Regions from separate parts of the Pan troglodytes genome. Here region 2 is linked to region 1. The links are chromatin contacts, called in public HiChIP or PLAC-seq maps. All regions are on one chromosome and are shown on one strand. Each heading gives the region's core, a stretch centred on a gene start, on an enhancer-like site or on the middle of the called end of the contact. The rest is flanking DNA. Distances are from core to core; before and after follow the strand shown. Region 1 holds the start of CERS2 (ceramide synthase 2). Region 2 holds the start of MCL1 (MCL1 apoptosis regulator, BCL2 family member).

Region 1 (7,365 bases), core at 1,479-3,978:
ACCATGCCTAGCTAACTTTTGTATTTTTAGTAGAGATAAGGTTTCACCATGTTGGCCAGGCTGGTCTTGAACTCCTGACCGCAGGTGATCCACCCACCTCGGCCTCCCAAAGTGTTGGGATTACAGGCATAAGCCACCACGCCTGGTCCCTACATTGCTTTTCTGCAAATACTTTCCATTGCCTGATTTCAGAATACATAGAAACTCCTCTTGGCTATTTTACCTCTCTGTTAGGAAATGTTTCCTCCCCGAAACTCCTGGCCCCTGAATCTCTATTAGGTACTAGCTAGGCTCTGCTTCTTACCCAAATAGACTTCAGTGTTAACAGTTTCACCTGACCTGAAAATCCTACCTTCCACATTTGGGCTCCCTGTATGCTTGCCCATCCACAAAGCCTGCCCAGATAGCTAAACTCGGGGCTGAAGGCCTGGAGATGGCCTGTCCTCTCCTTGGGACAGTTCAGCAGCCCATACAGAGGAAGTGAGTCACTGCAAGGCAGGCAGCACTTGGGGCACTGTGGGCGTGGCCATGCCAGCCTACGTGTTGGGGGATGGGTTGGAAGGGTGGTGATCACAGTCTCCGGTCCAGCCAAGGCAAGCGGTGTGTGTGCTCCCCAAGCGTGCTGACAAAGCTGGTCGCATCATCCCGGTGCTGGCTGAGGCCCAGTTTCCCCTTCTCCATCCACCTCCTCTTTTGTCTCCTGGGGGAGGAATATACCCTCTTATCTTTATTTCTCAGGCCCTGGTTATCCAACTTCTGCCCCAGAACTTCCCCTCCCCACTGCTATCTTAAAAAAAAGAAAAAAAAGTTAACCAGTCTTCAGTTCTCCTGAGGAAGCATTTGAAAAGTCTGGTAGGGACTACAGGAAAGCCTGGCACTTAGGAAAACCACAAGAAAGGGATTCAGAACTAAAAGAAGGAAGATGAATAGGACGGAGGTGTGGAGAGTGTTAGAGACCCGAAGGTGAGCTGCGGCCCAAAGAGCCCTGGAACTATGCTGGAAAAAAGGTGTGTAGGTGTGTAGCAGATAAGGACTCTGGGGAGAGCACTGAAGAAAGGAAGAGGGAACTTTGGAATTAGAAGGCTGAAGGAGGAGAGTTCCAAGCGGGTAGAAAGAGACAATTGGGATGCAAGGTGGCTCACGCTTGTAATCCCAGCACTTTGAAAGGCCAAGGTGGGTGGATGGTTTGAGCTCAGGAGTTCACGACCAGCGTGAGCGACATGGTGAAATCTCAAAAATACAAAAATTAGCCGGGCGTGGTGGCGTCGCCTGTGGTCCCTGCTACTTGGGAGGCTGAGGTGGAGGATAGCTTGAGCCTGGAAGGTCGAGGCTGCAGTGACAGAGTGAGACCTCCTCTCCAAAGGGGGAAAAAAAAAAGAAAGGAAAGAAAGATACAATGGAAGATATGCTAATAAGGGAGGGAGGAGAAAAACACAGCTGGAGGGGTTGCTGGAAACTGGGAGATCAGGCAGGCCTGGGGCTTAGAAAAGCCTAGAGAAACCCTGGGAGCTGGTTAGGGGCCACCACTCTCATCTTTCCCATGGTGTGTCAGGGCTGCGGGTCCCCCTGAAAAGAGAGGCAGAACAAACAGTTGGGTCAGACAGCCTCTACCTCCTTACCCTCCAGAAAGGGCCTGAGATGAGGGATGGGCCCTCCAACTGGATTAGTGGGGGTTGCACTCCTTCCTACGAGGACTTGACCAGATAAACGGGGAAACAAGCTACTGTCAGAGGCTCTGATTGCAACAGCATAAAAAAGGCAATACTTCATCTAGGTGAGAAATTTGACAAAAGTACCTCTCCATGGAGTAAGCTGCAGCTCTCCCTGTATAGGAGCCCTCAAATACATCTTAGTCACCACTCGTTCACGTTAGGAGTTAAGACCAGCTTTCTAGGAAAACCATGTTGCATCTTCCAACAGTAATTACTTCTGAAACAGTAATTTTACCACACGACTCAAGGGGAAAACTTTTTTTTTTTTTAATTTATAAAGGAGTTGGGGGTCTCGCTATGTTGACCAGGCTGGTCTTGAACTCTGACCTCAAGTGATCTGCCCACCTCGGCCTCCCAAAGTGCTGAGATTACAGGCATAAGCCACCGCGCCAGGCCAAGGGGAGAACACTTTTTTTTTTTTTTTTTCCTGAGACGGAGTCTCACTCTGTCGCCCAGGCTGGAGTGCAGTGGCGAGATCTCGGCTCACTGCAAACTCCACCTCCAGGGTTCAAGCGATTCTCGTGGCTCAGCCTCCCGAGTAGCTGGGATTACAAGCGCGAGCCACCGTGCCCGGCTAATTTTTGTATTTTTAGTAGAGACAGGGTTTAACCATGTTGGCCAGGGTGGTCTCGAACGCCTGACCTCAGGTGATCTGCCCGCCTCGGCCTCCCAAAGTGCTGGGATTACAGGCGTGAGCCACCGCGCCCGGCCGGAAAACACTTTTTAACACGAAATCGAATACGGATAAACGTGGTGTCATTTGAAAACTCATACATTTTACAAAACAAAAGTTGGGGTGGCTCTTTCAGACAGGGCCGCCGGGTGTGCGCAAGTTCGGGTTTGCTCTTCCTTGCCACGGGGGTAGGTCCCGTAGCACCTAGGTGGAAAGGCCGCGGCTTTTACGGCGGGGTAGGCGAGGGTCGCCCGAGTGATCGCAGGCTCCGACTGGGTCTCGAGGGTCGGCTGCTTCGGTCTGCCCTGGAGAGGTTTTCAGCTTCGGCGCGAGGCACTTGGGCAGGATCCCCGGGCTGCACCCTCCTCCGCCCGCGCCCCGTGGGGCTGGAAGTGGGAATGTGCCCACCCTGGCGGGCACCGGGGGCCGCACAGCAGTTGGGGGTGGGTGGGGGTGGGTAGGAGTAAGGGGGCAGGGACACCGCCACTCGGAGCCCGGGACCCCGCGGCATCCAGTGCGTCTGTGTCGGTCCCAGTGGGAGACCTCCCACCCCGAAAAGAGACCGAAGTGGCGGAAGGAGCCCGCACCCGCCTCCCCACGTCGGCGGCTTCTCTAGCGCAAGGTGACGGGCGTGGACGCGGCTGTGGGGCCGGGAGCGGAGGGCTGGGGTCTGGGCTCCCGCGCCGGGGCGAAGGGGCAGCCGCAGCGCAGAGGCCCGCCCCGCCCTCCCCTCCCGTCCACGCCCAGCCTCCCGGCCCTTGGGCTGCTCGCGGCCTTTTCCCGGCTGGGCTCGGACTCAGCTCGACTGGGCTCGGCGGGCGGCGGCGGCGGCGCCGGCGGCTGGCGGAGGAGGGAGGGCGAGGGCGGGCGCGGGCCGGCGGGCGGGCGGAAGAGGGAGGAGAGGCGCGGGGAGCCAGGCCTCGGGGCCTCGGAGCAGCCACCCGAGCAGACGGAGTACACGGAGCAGCGGCCCCGGCCCCGCCAGCGCTGCCGCCGGGTGAGTCGGGGCCCCCGCCCGGCGCCCGAGCCCCGCGCGGGGGTGGGAAGGGGCTGCGGAAAAGTTGGGAGCCCCGGGTGCCGCTTTGTCGCGGGGCCACGGAGGGGTCGGGCTGGGAAGGCCGCGGGGCCGGGGCGAGGAGGGAGGCGGCGCTGGCGGGGGGCGCTGCGGGCGCTCATGGCGGCGGCCGCCGGGTAAGGCGGGCGCAGCGCCTCAAGGGAGCGGCCGGGGCCGGCGGGCCTGGCGCCGCGGTGTCCGCGGCAGCGCCGCCCTGAGCCGGAGAAGCTTTCCCGGGCAACAGGTAGGGCGGAAGGTGGGGACGCGGGGGCTGCGGGCGACGGGGCCGAGCCGCGGGCTTCCCTTTGTTGGGGAGTGGAGGAGCTTGGTGACCATTGGCGCGAGAGCCTCCACCCTGGCAGCGGCCCGCGGGGTTGCCCTGGCCTGGACGCGTCCTGTGGCTTGGGTGGGAGGAGAGGGGAGGGCCCTGCCCCGTTTTCTTCCTACCGGCCCACCGTGCCCACCTCGCAGGCGAGGTCAGAGCTTCCATGTGCTTAACGGGAAACAGGAAGGAGCGGCCCAGAGCGCCTGCCCCGGCCCGGTAGGGCTAAGGCATACCGTTATGAGGTGTGGGTGGCTGGCAAGGGAGCTCCTGGTGGAACTGGCTTTCTGGGCCGTAGCTTGTTAATCACTAGAGGCCCGTGGCAAGTGGGTTGACTGCAGGTGTAGAGCACTCATCTTTAGCCTGCAGTTGGAGTCTCTCCCTCCCTAAGCCTAGCTCCTGGCATCAAAACCTGGTTTCAGTCACCTGAGTTGCCAGGCCCAGGTTCAGGGGGTTCTGAGGATCGTGGCGAATGCAGTGAGCCCCTGTTCCTGGAGAAGTGAGTCCGAGCAGGTCTCCAGCAGGCAGTCACCCCCATATCTGTGCTGGGGCAGGGGTGGGTGGCGGTTGCTGCCGCATACCGGAGTCGGGATGACCGCACCGGGGTGTGAGTGGCTGCACATGTAAAGGGGCTCCTAAGGGTAAGGACTTGCCTGCAGTCCTGTCCCTGAGGACCTGGCGCTGACCATACCGTGATCTGCACAGTCTGTTCCAGAAAGGGATCCTTTTCTCCCCTGGTCCCCCACTCCCCTCACTGGGGCCTCTGGCCAGATTTTCCCCTGGGAGGAAGGGCCTCCTTTTTCCCCTGTCACTGGCCACAGGCTGGCTGATCCCTCACTGTGTCCTTCAACACCGCCCCAGCTGTCTCTCAAACCTACCGGCGTCTCCCTGCCCCTGGGGCCATAGTCTCATGCAGTGTTTGGGTCCGTGGAGGCCTTTGGTGGGACTTTGCAGACAAGCTGTAGGCCAGATGAGGCTAAGGACTACTGTTCTGACTGCCTCTCACCCACCTCTTTTTTACAATCTGGCTTATTTTGAGGCCCATCCTGCAGCCTGGAGGGATAACACACCTCTCATTGGCTCCATCCATGGCTTGTAGACTTATAGTTCATGACCTGCTTCTGTTGCCTGAAAGTTTTCAACAAGGAAGACTATTCAGGACTTCTTCAGTGGAAGCAGGGAGCCGGTGGGACCTTTGTCACTCCTCCCTTGTCAACAACTCCTTTCTATTTTCCTCAGTTATTCTTCCAAACTATGAGAGCCAGTCAGACTGACCACCTGGAGTCTGAGAGAATTCCTTCCTCTCAGGCCGAAACTTCTGCCTTCTCAGCCGTTTGGATCTACAGACTCCCATGGGGATCCTCTGCTCCTTTCATCCACCTAGAGGGGTCTTGTGGGGGTGTCAGTCAGAGTTGGGGCAAAGGTTGGGGCTGGACAGAGTGCTGCTCAAGTTCCTGCTAATCCAATGCCAGTTAAATCCCTGCTCTTCTGGCCCCTCTCCAGCCTGTGCCTCAGAAAGTGGCATCTGTGCCTCCAAGGCAGGTGCGTGTGAGAGAGAGCGTAGACAGATACCATGTCTCTTCATGTGTATGGGGGAGTGAAGTCTGGGTGGAAAAGTGTTTCTAGATGTGATTTTCTCCATAAGAAGTCAAGTAACTGCCCTGAAGGCCCAGGGGGCCTGGAAAAACAGGGTTGTCTCCTTACCGTGTGTACACTTCAGCTTTTCTTGCCCCAGCCTCTTGTTTATGGGGTCTTGCTTGGATCTGTGTGCTGGTGCTAAGAGGCCTCCCCAGTACTGCCACAGGGACCCAACTCTTTGGTTCTGTGGGGATGTGTAAGTGAGGCCGGCCAGGCCCCAGCTGTCCTCCCCTCTCTTCATGTTGAGTCAGAGGTCCTGACCCTGCTGAATCTGGGGCCTCCCTGCTGGGGAGATGGGGGTAGTGCCTCTCTGCTAATGGAGGTGCAGGACCACCATGGAGGGCTGTGGTCATGGGAAGCCTGCAACCTCGGTGTAAAAGCCCCCATTAATCTGCATTTCCCAAGTCTTCCACTCTCCCTGCTTGGAGTGGAAGAGGACAGGCGCTATCTCATCTTGGGGATGAGGAAGTTGCACTGCCCAGGTGTCTGTCCTTGACCATGCTCTAGTGCCTACTTTGCCTGCCCCCCACCCCCTGCTTTGCAGGCATGAGACATTCCTGGGCCCCAGGAGTCCAGCAGGGGCTCCACCCTCCCTCTGCGACTCCAGCCTGCTGCCTGACTAGAGAAACATCCCTGCCAGTTTTCACAGACCTGGTTGGGGATGGGATCTGAAGTCTAGGACTGCCAGGGCAACATGGTACCTTTGGCTTTACATTTCCCTGGAGAAGTTGGGCTCCAAGAGATAGCAGTCAGGTGACTGGGTCAGGCTGATTTCTCGCTTCCAATCAGGCTGAGCAAAAAAGTGGGAAGAGGGGGCCATGTGCACACATCAAAGTGTTCCGCATTGTCCCTTCTCTGTGCATTTTCTACCCTTGTCCCTTCTTTATTCAATTTTCTACAACTTTTCTCTAGGAAAAAAGTGTGTGTTTGTGTGGGGAAAGTTCCACTGTGGATAATTACATTTAATTTTGTTCAGTTCAGAAGGCTTCCGTCTGTTTAATTAAATATTTATTCTGGCTGAGGTGGAAGGGGCAGGGGCAGTGTCTGGAATGTGTGTGTGTGATTTGGGGGAGGAGGAGGGGAGAAGGTGGAGCTGAAGCTCCTTTGCTGGCAGTGCTGACCTCTGATTTCATCCGAGAGAGCAGTGACCAGGAGTGGGGACAAGGGGGTAAAGTCCTTGAGCTGGAATACTGACCCGTGACAGGCTGAGGGATTTCGCAAGGGCTACAGTGGTGGGTGGGGGTGGAGCGGGAGCTGTCAGAGCAGCAGCAGGACCAGCCCAACCCAGCTGTGGTCTCAGGCTCTGTCTTCAGTCAGTGGCACCAACTAGTCTCCAGGTCACTGTGGATAACAATTTCACCACTCTCTTTTCTTCCTGTCTCTGCTTTCACTTTCTGGGCCAGCCTAAATCCCACTGCCTCATCTCCTTCCCAGGAGAACAAGGGGTGGGGAGCCTGGAAAAGACTGTCATGGTCATCCTGCTGCGGCTTCTTGCTGAGTCCTAGGATTGCCAGGTGTTGTGCTGGACCCAGCATCCCTGGCTCTCCTGGACCATCTTGCCATTCCTCTCAGCTCCAAGCAGCTGCTCTTCCCTCATGAGCCACACACAGACCATTCCCTCCCTCCTCTGGGTATCCAAGTGGTCACTCCCACCATGTTGTTGTCTTTCAGTTGGGGGAGGAGGTTTACATAGTGGCTCTTTCCTAGACTGAGAGGGTATGGGTGTTCCCCTGCAGACTAGGATTCTGTTTTCTGGATGAGCATTTATACGAAATAGCTCTGACCAGGCACGGTGGCTCATGCCTGTAATCCCAGCACTTTGGGAGGCCAAGGCTGGCAGGTTGCTTGAGCCCAGGAGTTCAAGACCAGTCTGGGCAACATGGCAAAACCCTGTTTCTACCAAAAAAAAAAATTCAAAAATTAGCCAGATGTGGTGTGTGCTACTTGGTAGTGCATGCTACTCATA
Region 2 (6,882 bases), core at 681-3,180, 400 kb after region 1:
AAAGTGCTGGGATTACAGGCGTGAGCCACCATGCCCGACCAAGACTTGTTTCCTAATAAATAGGGCCAGGTGCAATGGCTCATGCCTATAATCCTAGCACTTTGGGAGGCCAAGGAGGGCAGATGGCTTGAGGCCAGGAGTTCGAGATTGGCCTGGACAACATGGTGAAACCCCATCTCTACAAAAAAACACAAAAATTAGCCAGGCATGGTGGTGCTGGCCTGTAGTCCCAGCTACTTGGGAAGCTGAGGTAGGAGTATCACTTTAGCTCAGGAGGTCAAGGTTGCAGTGAGCCGAGACTGCACCACTGCACTCCAGCCTGAGCAACATGGTGATACCCGTCTCAAAAAATAATAATAATAAATAATGAATAAAATGCAATTTATTTTAAAGTGAAACTTGCATTTCCTTTTTTAGCCTCTGTACAAGGAAAAATCATTGCTCCTCCTATTTCCTCAATCTCTTTCCACTTTACCACCTGATAAAATTTTACTTTATAAAGCATGAGAGCAAAGCTACCTCCTCCATAACACTTTCCTCTAGCTCTCTCAGCCCAAAGTGAATTTCCCAACCTCTTAACTCCAAAATGAAGTTGTTAATGCCTTGTGTAGAGCATACATTCCATCTCACATTATGGTTAGTTGCTGTACAAGATTAGACATTCCTTAAATAGAGAAACTATTTCTTATTCACTACAACCACAAAATGCTCTATCCTCGCCACTCATACTATAAACCCCTATGGTTCTAGGTCCTGCCCAAAACATAAATGGGTGGTATGGACGCCGTATCACCTTACTAAACTGTGACATTTTGGGGATTAGGAACTTTTGGCGAAGAGGGAGACTCATGCCTATAATTCCAACACTTTATTTATTTATTTATTTATTTTTGAGATGGCGTTTTGCTCTTGTTGTCCAGGCTGGAGTGCAATGGCGCACTCTCAGCTCACCGCAACCTCCGCCTCCCAGGTTCGAGCGATTCTCCCGCCTCAGCCTTCCAAGTAGCTGGGATTACAGGCATGTGCCACCACGGCCCGGCTAATTTTGTATTTTTAGTAGAGATGGAGTTTCTCCATGTTGGTTGGGCTGGTCTCAAACTCCTGACCTCAGATGATTCGCCTGCCTTGGCCTCCCAAAGTGCTGGGATTGCAGGTGTGAGCCACCGCGCCAGGCCTCATTATTATTATTATTTTTTGAGACCGAGTCTTGCTCTGTTGCCCAGGCTGGAGTGCAGTGGCACTATCTTGGCTCACCGCAACCTCCATCTCTTGGGTTCAAGCAGTTCTCCTGTCTCAGCCTCCAGAGTAGCTGGGATTACAGAGGCGCACCACCACACCCATCTAATTTTTGTGTTTTTAGTAGAGACAGGGTTTCGCCATGTTTCCCAGGCTGGTCTCAAACTCCTGGGCTCAAGCGATCCACCCACCTCAGCCTCCCAAAGTGCTGGGATTACTGGCATGAGGCACAGAGCCCGGTCTGTAATCCCAACACTTTGGGAGGCCAAGGTAGGAGGATCACCTGAGTCCAGGAGTTCAAGACCGGCCTAGGCAAAATAGTGATACCCCATCTCTACAAGAAATAAAAAAATTAGCCAAGTATAGGGGCATGCACCTGTGTTCCTCTCTACTCGCGAGGCTGTGGTGGGGGGATCACTTCAGCCCAGGAAGTTGAGGCAGCAATGAGCACTGATGGTGCCACTGCACTCCAGCCTGGGTGACAGGGCAAGACCTCATCTCAAAAAAATAAATAAAAAGTGAGCTTGCTCACCTTTCCTATGTCTCTCAGCACCTTGCTTTTGAATTTTAGCTATTATTTTTACAGATCTTTTAACAAAAAGGCTGCTTTAATTAACGTTAACTAACATACATGGCATATAAGAAGATCCTTGTTCTCAAGGGCTTTACAAACCTCTAGAGTCAAATGTGCCTTATTATCAGTATAAAAATAAATGGTGTCAGCTGGGTGCAGTGACTCATGCCTGTAATCCCAGCACTTTAAGAGGCTGAGGCAGGTGGATCACCTGAGGCCAGGAGTTTGAGACCAGCCTGGCCAACATGGTGAAACCACATTGTCAGGCCTCTGAGCCCAAGCCAAGCCATCGCATCCCCTATGACTTGCATGTATACATCCAGATGGCCTGAAGTAACTGAAGATCAACAAAAGAAGTAAAAATAGCCTTAACTGATGACATTCCACCATTGTGATTTGTTTCTGCCCCACCCGAACTGATCAATGTACTTTGTAATCTCCCCCACCCTTAAGAAGGTTCTTTGTAATTCTCCCCACCCTTGAGAATGTACTTTGTGAGATCCACCCCTGCCCGCAAAACATTGCTCTCAACTTCACCACCTGTCCCAAAACCTGTAAGAACTAATGATAATCCATCACCCTTTGCTGACTCTCTTTTCGGACTCAGCCCGCCTGCACCCAGGTGAAATAAACAGCCATGTTGCTCACACAAAGCCTGTTTGGTGGTGTCTTCACACAGACGCGCATGAAACACATCTCTACTAAAAATACAAGAATCAGCTGGGCGAGGTGGCGCACAGCTGTAATCCCAGCACTTTGGGAGGCTGAGACAGGCGGGTCACTTGAGGCCATGAGTTCGAGACCAGCCTGGCCAACATCGTGAAAACCCCATCTCTACCAAAAATACAAAAACTAGCCAGATGTGGTGGCGCACACCTGTAATCCCAGCTACTCGGGAGGCTGAGGTACCGAATCGTCTCAACGTGGGAAGTGGAGCTTGTAGTGAGCCGAGATCGCCCCACTGCACTCCAGCCTGGGCAACAGAGCTAGACTCTGTCTCAAAACAAACAAAAAATGGTGTCAAGACTCTCAGACGAGATGCTAATGGATTAAGGCCTATATGTAAATAGCACCAAAGACTATGGAACAGAGATGGGAGAAGCAAGCAGGGAGGCAGGAATAGTTTAGCTGTGGCAGTTTTAGTTTAGTCCACTTACATAAATGGTTCTTTAGGGTAGCACATGGAGCATCCTCATTTCCAAACATTGGACTGAGAGTAGAGAGCTGTGCAAAATAACCACAAGTCCCCAACTATGCCCTCTTAATTATCCCTATCATCTAAGACTGTTGTTCCCATCCATCACTGAACTTCCCCGTCTTCTTCCTTCAACCCCTGTGTTAGTCAATGGTTGAAATTTTGATTTGGTAAAAAACCTCTGGCGAAAACCAGCAAAAAGGGCTCGCAAATCAGGTCTCAGGGAAGCACAGAGGTAGCCACGAGAAGGCCCGAGGTGCTCATGGAAAGAGCTCGAGCCCAGGAGGAGCTCGAGCCTGGGAGGACCCCAGGCGCTCGGAGCCGCCGTTACGTAACCGGCACTCAGAGCCTCCGAAGACCGGAAGGCCCCGCTCAGGCCCCGGCCCCGGCCCCGCCCCGGCCCGGCCGGGCAGCCGGTAGGTGCCGTGCGCAACCCTCCGGAAGCTGCCGCCCCTTTCCCCTTTTATGGGAATAGTTTTTTTAAAAAAATAAGAGTTCGCTGGCGCCACCCCGTAGGACTGGCCGCCCTAAAACCGTGATAAAGGAGCTGCTCGCCACTTCTCACTTCCGCTTCCTTCCAGTAAGGAGTCGGGGTCTTCCCCAGTTTTCTCAGCCAGGCGGCGGCGGCGACTGGCAATGTTTGGCCTCAAAAGAAACGCGGTAATCGGACTCAACCTCTACTGTGGGGGGGCCGGCTTGGGGGCCGGCAGCGGCGGCGCCACCCCTCCGGGAGGGCGACTTTTGGCTACGGAGAAGGAGGCCTCGGCCCGGCGAGAGATAGGGGGAGGGGAGGCCGGCGCGGTGATTGGCGGAAGCGCTGGCGCAAGCCCCCCGTCCACCCTCACGCCAGACTCCCGGAGGGTCGCGCGGCCGCCGCCCATTGGCGCCGAGGTCCCCGACGTCACCGCGACCCCCGCGAGGCTGCTTTTCTTCGCGCCCACCCGCCGCGCGGCGCCGCTTGAGGAGATGGAAGCCCCGGCCGCCGACGCCATCATGTCGCCCGAAGAGGAGCTGGACGGGTACGAGCCGGAGCCTCTCGGGAAGCGGCCGGCTGTCCTGCCTCTGCTGGAGTTGGTCGGGGAATCTGGTAATAACACCAGTACGGACGGGTCACTACCCTCGACGCCGCCGCCAGCAGAGGAGGAGGAGGACGAGTTGTACCGGCAGTCCCTGGAGATTATCTCTCGGTACCTTCGGGAGCAGGCCACCGGCGCCAAGGACACAAAGCCAATGGGCAGGTCTGGGGCCACCAGCAGGAAGGCGCTGGAGACCTTACGACGGGTTGGGGATGGCGTGCAGCGCAACCATGAGACGGCCTTCCAAGGTAAGGGGGTTCATTAATCGCCAAGGCCTCACTCCCTTTTTTCCATCTCTCCCCGGACTCACCCGCCAAGGGTGGGTTGGAAACCGAAACGAGTCAGTGTTGAAACGTGTCTCATCCTATTCTTGAAGCCAGAATATTCTGGCCATGAGTCATTGTTTCCGCCCATCTTGATTCTTTTGGAAATGGCAGCTCTTGTTCAAAGACCGGAAAGGGTGGGATGTCAATTTCAAGTGGGGTCAACCTGAGTTCTGTAAATCCCAGTAGCGACTTTCCCGCCGCGGGTGGGCAGGCGAATCTTGCGCCGGTTTAGACAAAGGAGGCCGTGAGGACCTGCATGCTTTTCTTCCTCAGGCATGCTTCGGAAACTGGACATCAAAAACGAAGACGATGTGAAATCGTTGTCTCGAGTGATGATCCATGTTTTCAGCGACGGCGTAACAAACTGGGGCAGGATTGTGACTCTCATTTCTTTTGGTGCCTTTGTGGCTAAACACTTGAAGACCATAAACCAAGAAAGCTGCATCGAACCATTAGCAGAAAGTATCACAGACGTTCTCGTAAGGACAAAACGGGACTGGCTAGTTAAACAAAGAGGCTGGGTAAGTTTGCCTTAAGGATGAAAGGGGCCTTGGAGTGGAAGTAGAATGAAGGATTTTTTTTTAGAGAGGTGGGGATATCTAAAGGTTTTTATGACGCACGGCTGTTTGCAGGCTCTAACTAAAGGACCATTGTTTATTTGATGTTGATTTAAGTAGTGGATCCTTAGAGATAGTGGTATGGCGGTCTTGAATTGTATCAAAAATCTTGGTTTTCTCTAGGCTATTTTTTGTTCCAATTCAGTTGAATACTCTTCAGTGGATTCAAAGCATGAAAAAATAAGTCACCGGGGGAGGATAGCTGAATTAATTCCTAAGGCGCTCCCTGTTTTAATAGAGAAGATATGGGGTGGAGCCTGCGTTTTAAACAGAAACCCAGATCTGATGCAGGATGTATTTAACTACGTTGAGAAAAACTGATCTGCGCAGTTGAGGTGTTACTGAAATATTAGGTGGTGGAGATTTGAGAATAAGGGTTTTCGTCTTTTACCTCATGGGAACTCTGGAAGTCCCTTTGTTAGGATAAATCCTAATAAGACCAAGATAGTACCGTAAAATGAAGTTTAACTATCATGGGTGCCCGCTTAAGAAACTGAAGAACTTATTTTCTTTTTTTGCCCCGGGGTGAATAATAATTGGTTTACTATTGCTTTAGGGGGAAACCTTAGATATTTTAATTTACCTTCTCTCTGGTAGTAGTGTTGTTAAGAGAGCAGAAACCCATACTTGAAAATGTGCTTTTCTTTTTTGTTTTCTAGGATGGGTTTGTGGAGTTCTTCCATGTAGAGGACCTAGAAGGTGGCATCAGGAATGTGCTGCTGGCTTTTGCAGGTGTTGCTGGAGTAGGAGCTGGTTTGGCATATCTAATAAGATAGCCTTACTGTAAGTGCAATAGTTGACTTTTAACCAACCACCACCACCACCAAAACCAGTTTGTGCAGTTGGACTCCAAGCTGTAACTTCCTAGAGTTGCACCCTAGCAACCTAGCCAGAAAAGCAAGTGGCAAGAGGATTATGGCTAACAAGAATAAATACATGGGAAGAGTGCTCCCCATTGATTGAAGAGTCACTGTCTGAAAGAAGCAAAGTTCAGTTTCAGCAACAAACAAACTTTGTTTGGGAAGCTATGGAAGAGGACTTTTAGATTTAGTGAAGATGGTAGGGTGGAAAGACTTAATTTCCTTATTGAGAACAGGAAAGTGGCCAGTAGCCAGGCAAGTCATAGAATTGATTACCCGCCGAATTCATTAATTTACTGTAGTGTTAAGAGAAGCACTAACAATGCCAGTGACCTGTGTAAAAGCTACAAGTAATAGAACTATGACTGTAAGCCTCAGTACTGTACAAGGGAAGCTTTTCCTCTCTCTAATTAGCTTTCCCAGTATACTTCTTGAAATAGAAAGTCCAAGTGTTCAGGACTTTTATACCTGTTATGCTTTGGCTTGGTTTCCATGATTCTTACTTTATTAGCCTAGTTTATCACCAATAATACTTGACGGAAGGCTCAGTAATTAGTTATGAATATGGATATCCTCAATTCTTAAGACAACTTGTAAATGTATTTGTAAAAATTGTATATATTTTTACAGAAAGTCTATTTCTTTGAAACGAAGGAAGTATCGAATTTACATTAGTTTTTTTCATACCCTTTTGAACTTTGCAACTTCCGTAATTAGGAACCTGTTTCTTACAGCTTTTCTATGCTAAACTTTGTTCTGTTCAGTTCTAGAGTGTATACAGAACGAATTGATGTGTAACTGTATGCAGACTGGTTGTAGTGGAACAAATCTGATTGATTAACTATGCAGGTTTAAATTTTCTTATCTGATTTGGTAAGTATTCCTTAGATAGATTTTTCTTTGAAAACCTGGGATTGAGAGGTTGATGAATGGAAATTCTTTCACTTCATTGTATGCAAGTTTTCAATAATTAGGTCTAAGTGGAGTTTTGAGGTTAC

What was found. HiChIP or PLAC-seq counts read pairs in DNA pulled down with a chosen protein or histone mark.
Region 2: an H3K4me3 HiChIP or PLAC-seq map of stem cell-derived excitatory neurons shows a contact between it and region 1, with 8 times the contacts expected there. The contact joins the promoter of MCL1 here to the promoter of CERS2 in region 1. A contact is called at or near these places in 1 of 7 Hi-C or Micro-C datasets (stem cell-derived neural progenitor cells) and 1 of 1 datasets of contacts at active chromatin or transcription factors (stem cell-derived excitatory neurons).

The regions. Positions count from the first base shown.
Region 1 is chr1:98,237,455-98,244,819 of NHGRI_mPanTro3-v2.0_pri, forward strand. It overlaps CERS2 (ceramide synthase 2), which reads left to right and starts at 2,729. Exons shown (of 11, transcript XM_054670785.2): 1 at 2,729-3,007.
Region 2 is chr1:98,639,386-98,646,267 of NHGRI_mPanTro3-v2.0_pri, forward strand. MCL1 (MCL1 apoptosis regulator, BCL2 family member) reads left to right here and starts at 1,931. Exons shown (of 3, transcript XM_016926498.3): 1 at 1,931-4,329; 2 at 4,681-4,928; 3 at 5,684-6,882. The coding sequence starts at 3,642. The coding sequence ends at 5,800. It also overlaps the pseudogene LOC129137635.